Linked DNA regions of Arachis hypogaea: region 1 is linked to region 2. The links are chromatin contacts, called in public Hi-C maps. All regions are on one chromosome and are shown on one strand. The core of a region is the stretch at or near the end of the contact, and the rest is flanking DNA. Distances in the headings are between cores, read along the strand shown.

Evidence for each region. Hi-C and Micro-C count contacts between places; a contact is called where the count stands out from the background.
Region 1: a contact with region 2 is called in a Hi-C map of an unstated tissue, with 4 times the contacts expected there. The contact joins the promoter of LOC112800873 here to the promoter of LOC112800871 in region 2. A contact is called at or near these places in 3 of 8 Hi-C or Micro-C datasets (leaf and an unstated tissue).

Annotation. Positions count from the first base shown.
Region 1 is chr5:13,573,735-13,577,604 of arahy.Tifrunner.gnm2.J5K5, reverse strand. LOC112800873 reads left to right here and starts at 1,581. Exons shown (of 3, transcript XR_003818469.2): 1 at 1,581-2,274; 2 at 2,370-2,660; 3 at 3,202-3,699. TRNAK-CUU (transfer RNA lysine (anticodon CUU)) reads right to left here and starts at 257; the gene lies at 185-257.
Region 2 is chr5:13,444,844-13,448,296 of arahy.Tifrunner.gnm2.J5K5, reverse strand. It overlaps LOC112800871 (protein cornichon homolog 4), which reads left to right and starts at 1,902. Exons shown (of 6, transcript XM_072236724.1): 1 at 1,902-2,042; 2 at 3,012-3,173; 3 at 3,244-3,425. The coding sequence starts at 3,102.

The DNA of each region.
Region 1 (3,870 bases), core at 332-2,831, 130 kb before region 2:
GCCAAGGATTGAGAAATATATTTCCAGTGATGCCTTCAAAAAGAAAGCCTTAAAGGCTGAGACCAACAATGAGATACAAAAAGCTCATTTACAATTTCCCCCCGACTTTATAAAAGTGGTTGAATGAAAAGCAAGAATTGGGGGGTGACATTGACATAGAGTAGGAAATAGGAAAAACTTATTTCGCCCACCGTGGGGCTCGAACTCACGACCACAAGGTTAAGAGCCTTGCGCTCTACCGACTGAGCTAGACGGGCTTGTTATAAATTATCTTAGTGATATTTTTTAAGATGATTAATATATTCTATTCTGAAGATTGCTTGTGTATCCGGGTAGGAATAAAGTGTAAGGAGGAAAATACAAAGAGCAAGACCAAGAAACACATGATAAAAATCTCTTAGAAATTCGAATAAGATGTTATCTGAAATGTTATTATACATAAATTTGACAATGGTCATCTGTGTAATTTTTAAAATAGTAGAAAATTACACTTTTTTTTTTTTGCAAAGGTAATAAGAGGAGGGGAATGAAAGTAGAGTATGTGATTGTTTTTACATTTTACTAATGTTTTTGCTTTTTCGTAATAACACTTGTTAAGGAAACAACAAAAAGAAAACTTTTAGTGAAAATTATCATTCTTTTCATTGAAATAATCAGTATGATCTTTTAGTTAATTTCATTAATTAAAAGCAAGTAGTCAGTAGATACTTGTAGCCACATTCAGTTAGCATTTTATAATTGCCATGACAATGGGATGCTATATGACTATCATTACTTGCTCCTTTTTTTTTGTTGGGCGGTATGGTCAGCCCAGAGTAGTTTGTACAGAAAAGAAATGCAATATGATAGAGTTGAGACGTTTGAGGAAACAAACCGGGCTTTTAAGCTTATTTTTCTTTGGGCTTATTCATTTGGTAACGAACGTAAAGAAGTTATAGTTGGATCCATATGGATTGCAGAACATAAAAAGAAACAACATATTGACCCAGTCCTAAAATTTCATGGTTCGCTGGGTTTCTTAGATCCTTAGGCTTTTAGCAAGCCATTTGCTCGTTGGGCATAGAAAAGTATTGGCAGATGATCCACAGCGAAGATATTAGTCGGCAGTGGATATCCTTGAAAAAAAAAAAAACGTTTGTTTGGTTCCTGGGATCCTCTTAGCTAGAAATTAGTCTCCTAGTGTTTGTCTGCATCATTATTATCTTCAAACTAAGGGAACCAGCCTGACCAAAAAAAACTAAGGGAACCAGTGTTTTTAGTAGTAATTGTTTTGCCGCAGTAGGAAGCCTGTCAACAGGTTGGCGACTCATTCATTATTCCAGAATAGTAAATATTTGAGCGTCATCTTCTTGCCCGTACCGCCTAAGAAACCCAATCAAAGTTTATGTTTAATCTTTTTCAGTGAACTGTGAAATTCATTACAATATTTTCACTGTATTTATTCCTTGATTCATTTTCCAAGACCATACATCACCAAAATGAGATAACATTATTTAATCCGCTTCTGTTTCACATAATAAAGGAATTGACCTAAGTAATAAGAAAAGAATATTAAGAGGAGGACGGTCACGGTGTGAGTCGTGTTTGGTTAACTTTTAGGAAAAAAGAGAGAGGAAACGAACGAAGGAAACTATATGAAAGGCATCCATGCATCCCTAAAGGCGAACAAAAGGAGTGTAGGACCCACGCAAGAACAAGAGTACAAGACCCACCAAATAGCTTAGCAGTGCCTGCCCTGCCTTCAAATTCAAAGTGAAGTAGTAGTAAAATTGAAAAAAATAATAAAGAGCTTGACGGTTATTCCTGCCTGGCATAAGTTCCCTCCACACACGCAACCCACGCCCTCAACTTAACTACCATTCTCATATTCTAGCTCCCCTACTTTGTATATAAATCACAAAAACAGTTCTTGAAAACTGATTTTACATTTTTATATTACTCAGGAACCAACTAATTAACAAGTCCCCTTGCATGTTGCGGAGCAGTTCGCGCCGACGATCGCCTGCGATCCGATCCCGGAGAATCAAACCGCCGCATCCCTCGCCGTCGCCATCTCCGTCGTCTCGTCGGAGGTCCAAAAATAAGTCGAGGCCTGATCTCAAGATCTTGAAGCGCTGCTCATCGGCGCCTCTGCTTCTCTCGAGAGGCAGAGACGATTTCTTCGAATATGAGTTGAAGAGCGAAGGGAGCCTTTTCCGCCCTCAAACCTTCTCCGAAGCCTTCGTTTCTTCCCCTTCTCTCTTTGCTTCCTCTCCAATCCTTGTACCTAACAAGGTATATTTGTTCTAAATGAATGCTTTCAGCTTTAATTTCTCGCCAATCTGCTGCAGCTTTTGATATAACCGTTTCGTTTGTGATTATTGTTCCAGATCGATCATCAAATTCTAGTTTGTTATGTGATAATTACAATTATAATAGTGGATAATTATATTGATTTTAGTTACATCAGAGGTATGAGAAGGAAGCTAAGGTGGTGGTTAATGTAACGGTTGAAGGAAGTCCAGGGCCAGTGAGAACCATGGTGAAATTGGGATCCAGTGTGGATGACACAATAAAGCGCGTGATCGATATATATAGAGAAGAAGGCAGGAGCCCCAGCCTCGACCTTGATGCACCTTCATCAACATTCCAATTGCATCAATCCCATTTCAGTCTCCAAAGTAAGTCACTGATTAATAATACTAATAATAAGAAAAAATATAGATTGACAATAAAAATAACAATTGATATATCATATATTCAATTTATTAAGATAATTATGTTAATATTAAAATTTAGATAAATAATTTAAAATGTAGTATATTTTTATTTTATTAAACTAATTTTAGAATTTATTATTTATATTATTTATAAAAATTATTATCTATCTAAGTTTAAATAATATAATATTATTAGCCGAACATATAATACTATAATATAAAATGACATATATTATAGAAGAGCAATGCTAGGGGGCCAGTAATTTTTGTGATTGTTAGCCATCAACTAGCCATCAATGATGATTTGATGGTGTGAGATTGGTGTGAGATTTCATCCAATGGTTCACCTTCTTCTGCTGGTTACATGCTGGCCAAAATTCAACAAAACTGCTGGTCCCCTAGACTTTTCCATTATAGAATTGGCAAATTAAACGCGGTAGCTTATTATTATACAGTGGATTTGACAGAGTTTTAGTTGACTTTGTTGCTTCTTGCTTGGTAGGTTTGGACAAATCAGAACTGATCGGGGATGTAGGTAGTAGAAGTTTTTATCTACGGAAGAGTAATGGAACATCTGGCATGGATTCATTTCACTCAGAAAGTACACCCGAATTAGTTACACATAGCTCTGTTCCAAAAACTCCGTCTCCGTTCTTTCTAGAGTCTTTTATAGCCGGGAAGATCAACAAAATCGTAAGAAGGGCTAAAAGGCTCTGGAACATGATAGTTTGCTCGCAGTAAGGCCCGTAGGAATTCTATTTTCCTTCTGTATATAAACCTCCAACGGTGTCAACTGTCAACTATCACGGAAAAGCATGGCATCCATTTTTATGTTGCTTTTTCCATGAAACCACCGGACGGGTCTCCGCTGTGCGTAGAATCTTTTCCAATTTTCAATATTTGAATTATTTATTTAGTTTAAGAAATATGTTTTTATATCTAAAATTATGAACACTTAATTTAATTTGAAAATAGAGAATGAAAATTTGAGTGTGCAAAAGATTACAGTAAAATTTATTTATCTTTTCCGAATGCTCTGTGTTTGTACTTTGTAGTTTGTAGTAGTCGTAGATATGTCGGAGAGAGAATGATGGACCTTTTGTTAGAAAAAATAATTGAGAGCCGTAGCTTATTGGCTAATTTTTTTGGGAAAAGTATTTTTTTATTTTTA
Region 2 (3,453 bases), core at 653-3,152:
CTGCCCCACACAACATGCCGAGCATGCTCTTCACAAAGTCGTTGCCTGCATTACGCCACCACGATCGCCGCGTCGCATCCCCTCCGCCATTGTCGTCTTTGTCGTCACGCCGTGAGCCTTCACCACTGTCGTCTTCATCGGCACGCAGAACCCCCTCCCTGTGTTGCTACCGCTGCTGCGTCGCGCCTTAGTTGCACTGCTCGGAATGTGTGCAGTGGTTCGCGTCTGTGCCCCTGCCGCAGCCTCCCCCCGACGATCCTCTGAGCAGTGTCGGTGTCCTCCGCAATCAATCCCCGTCGCTGCAACACGCGCTTTGCATGTACAATTTTCTCCTCCGCAGGACCACTGCGGCACCTTCCCCCTTGCGAACTGCATCGTCGCCATCCACCGCAGCGCGCTCTCTCTATCTCGTTTCTACCTTCTCAATTCGATCAAAGACACATCTATTAGAAAACGCATGTATAAGGAGACACATCCATGAGACACATTCACAAAGGCACTTCCATTAGACACAGTCATAAAAAAGACACTTCCATTAGACATATTCACGAAGACACTTCTGTTAAATACAACCATAAATAAGAGTTGGAAAAAATTGGTAGAATCTTTATTGGTTACATGACGAGATTGTTTGGAATAATCTTCCTAAAGATAGTTAGCATCTTAGTTGATGATGGACAAAAAATTACTTTATCCCAACTAGTTTGTATTTAAATTTTTTCTTTCGAACTTAAACCCCGTTTTAATACCAAATTTTTTTGATTTGGATCCTCTAAAGTTTGAATTTCACTTTATAGAGTAAAGTGTGATCTCTCACCATTAATTTCATAGGTGAAGCCAAAAATAAATATGAAAGAGAAACTATTCAAGAATAGAAGATCACATCTTATTATCTAAAGTGAATTTCAAATTTTAGAGGATCCAAATCCAATTTTTTTTATATAAAATTAATAATTAAAAATTATTAAATAATAATTTAGATAAATTTTTTAAATTATTTAATTATTTTTAACTATCAAACTTTTCATTAAATTAATTACCCACCTGAATTTCTTCCCACTAGAGAGTGAGTAGCATATGTCATGTGATAGTGATTCTGATGTGGGCAATCAGCAACGTGATCGAGGCTGCCTCCACATATTCCCAACAAAAGTTAAAAACCAAGGCACCTTCCAAGAAGTTTCGTGCTTCTTCCTAGTCCCTTCTCCCATATAACACAAAAGTCACATCATTCTCACGTTCACTTCAACAACAGACACACACTCCTAACTCTCATTACGTGCAATCAACTAAAATCTCTCTCTCTCTCTCTCTCTCTCTCTCTCTCTCTCTCTCTCTCTCTCTCTCTCTCAAAAGAAATGGGTGGATCGGTGTCAAGTCCTGGTGGGAGCCTGAAGAAGAGTGAGTGTGGTGTTGGGCCAACGAAAATGCTACTAAAGGTGACCGTGGAGAATAGCTTGGGAGCAATTCAGGTGCTGATGCGCCCCGAAGACACCGTCGCCGATTTGATTAAGGCAGCCTTGTCCATTTATGCCTACGAGAAGAGAAGGCCACCCTTGAAGGACACTCCTCCTCACTCCTACGACCTTCACTACTCTCCCTTCACCCTCCAAAGTACGTTATTTAATTCACCTTCAATCCAATCATCCTATGCTCTACATATATACACCCAACCATTCACTATTGGGCTGGTGCAGGTTTGAATCCAAATGACAAGTTGAAAAACCTCGGTTCAAGGAATTTCTTTCTCTGTTCCAGACCTCCTACCTTTTAATTCTGGCTAATTAACGGACGCCCATTCATTCGTTGATTCATTCTTGCATGCATTTCCCAACAGTTTATTTTAATTATTGCATTCCTTTTTTACGATCATTGTGTATACTAATGTATGTAATCATATTGCAATGTTGGCATGTCGTCATGAAACTATGGACAAAATTCTAGAGAGAGTGCACTTTTCTGTGCTTCCCTTATTTTAAATTATCTTTGTGAGTTTGGTCAAGTTTTGGATACGTGCGTGGAGGTATGTCTGAATACATCAAGTAAGTACTATCTAGTAGTGCAACGTTGAATGGCTTTGTTGTATATATGTGCATTGCTCCTGTCTTACAGAATTTAAAATACAATGTAGGAGTAATTTATTTGAGTGTATGTGTCTATTAGTATAGTCGTCCACACACACTGGCAGAGTCAAATTTTTCATATTTTCTTCAAAATATTTCTTGCAAGCTTTGAATCTCATACTCTCATCACCACCGAATGTAACATCTGGCCATGATTGATTTATTTTTTTGTCCTGTTGTCTTGTCTTATTCTTTGTTCCTTCAACCATTCTATTCTTTTTAATTTTTAAGATTTTTATACATACATGATATCGTTAATATCGTTAATTTCTCAAATAAAAAATTTTAAAAAGAATAAAATTTATTGTTTTTTTGCCAACGATCCTGCATTATCAATTCAATACCTTTAATCTAATAATCCAACAATATATTCTTCATTTACACTTTAACACTTTTAAATATTATTGATCGGCCAAAAAAATTAATAAATTCTTTGAGTTTCTAGCATTCCTCCTTCTCTAATTAGTAATTACTCAACTAAACGCTTTTCAATGCGGTTCATGTATAACAATTTTTGGGACTGAGAGGGGTTAGGAAAATGGTACACGACAATATAACAATACTTTGGCCATGACTACATTATTTGAAATTAACATAGAGATTAATCATATAATTAAAGCTTGTGATGATCTCCGCTTGTATAAAAGTGATTTATTTTAGAAGAAATTAATTATTACCTTACCTAGAATAGCACTTGGGTCAAAGTGTGGCCTTTGATCTAATGTTTATCCACTCAAGGCCAAAAATAAAATTGCAACATATTTTTTAAGGCAGTTATGATAGTAGTGTATTAGTTTGAAATAAGATAGGTTGACCAAAGAGAAACAATAGTAGGAGTGTTTTGTGTATGTTGTTTGATGGGTGGTGTGTTTGTGGGGCGTGGCGTAGATATCTGAGATTGGTGACAGAGACAGAGAGAGCTGAGGTTAGAGGCTGAATGAATCTGAAAATTAAGGAGAAACAGGAGAGAGAAGAGATATGGGTGACATATTAACGTGGCTCATCTCCTTCTTGCTCCTCTTTTCCTTACTGGCCCTCCTCATTTACCAGGTCCATCTCCATCTCTATCTATGAATTCAATCTCCCTCGCTTATGGTTCATATTCATATTTGTGTTGCAGCTAATGTGCCTGGCAGACCTGGAATTCGATTACATAAATGCCTATGACTCCTCTTCTCGAATCAACATGGTGGTCTTACCCGAGTTCATTATTCAGGCTCTCCTTACCTCTTTCTACCTTGTTAACTCCCATTGGATATTGACACTTCTGTCTCTTCCTTACCTCTGCTTCAATCTCCATTTGTCAGTACCTACTTACTTTACTTTCACG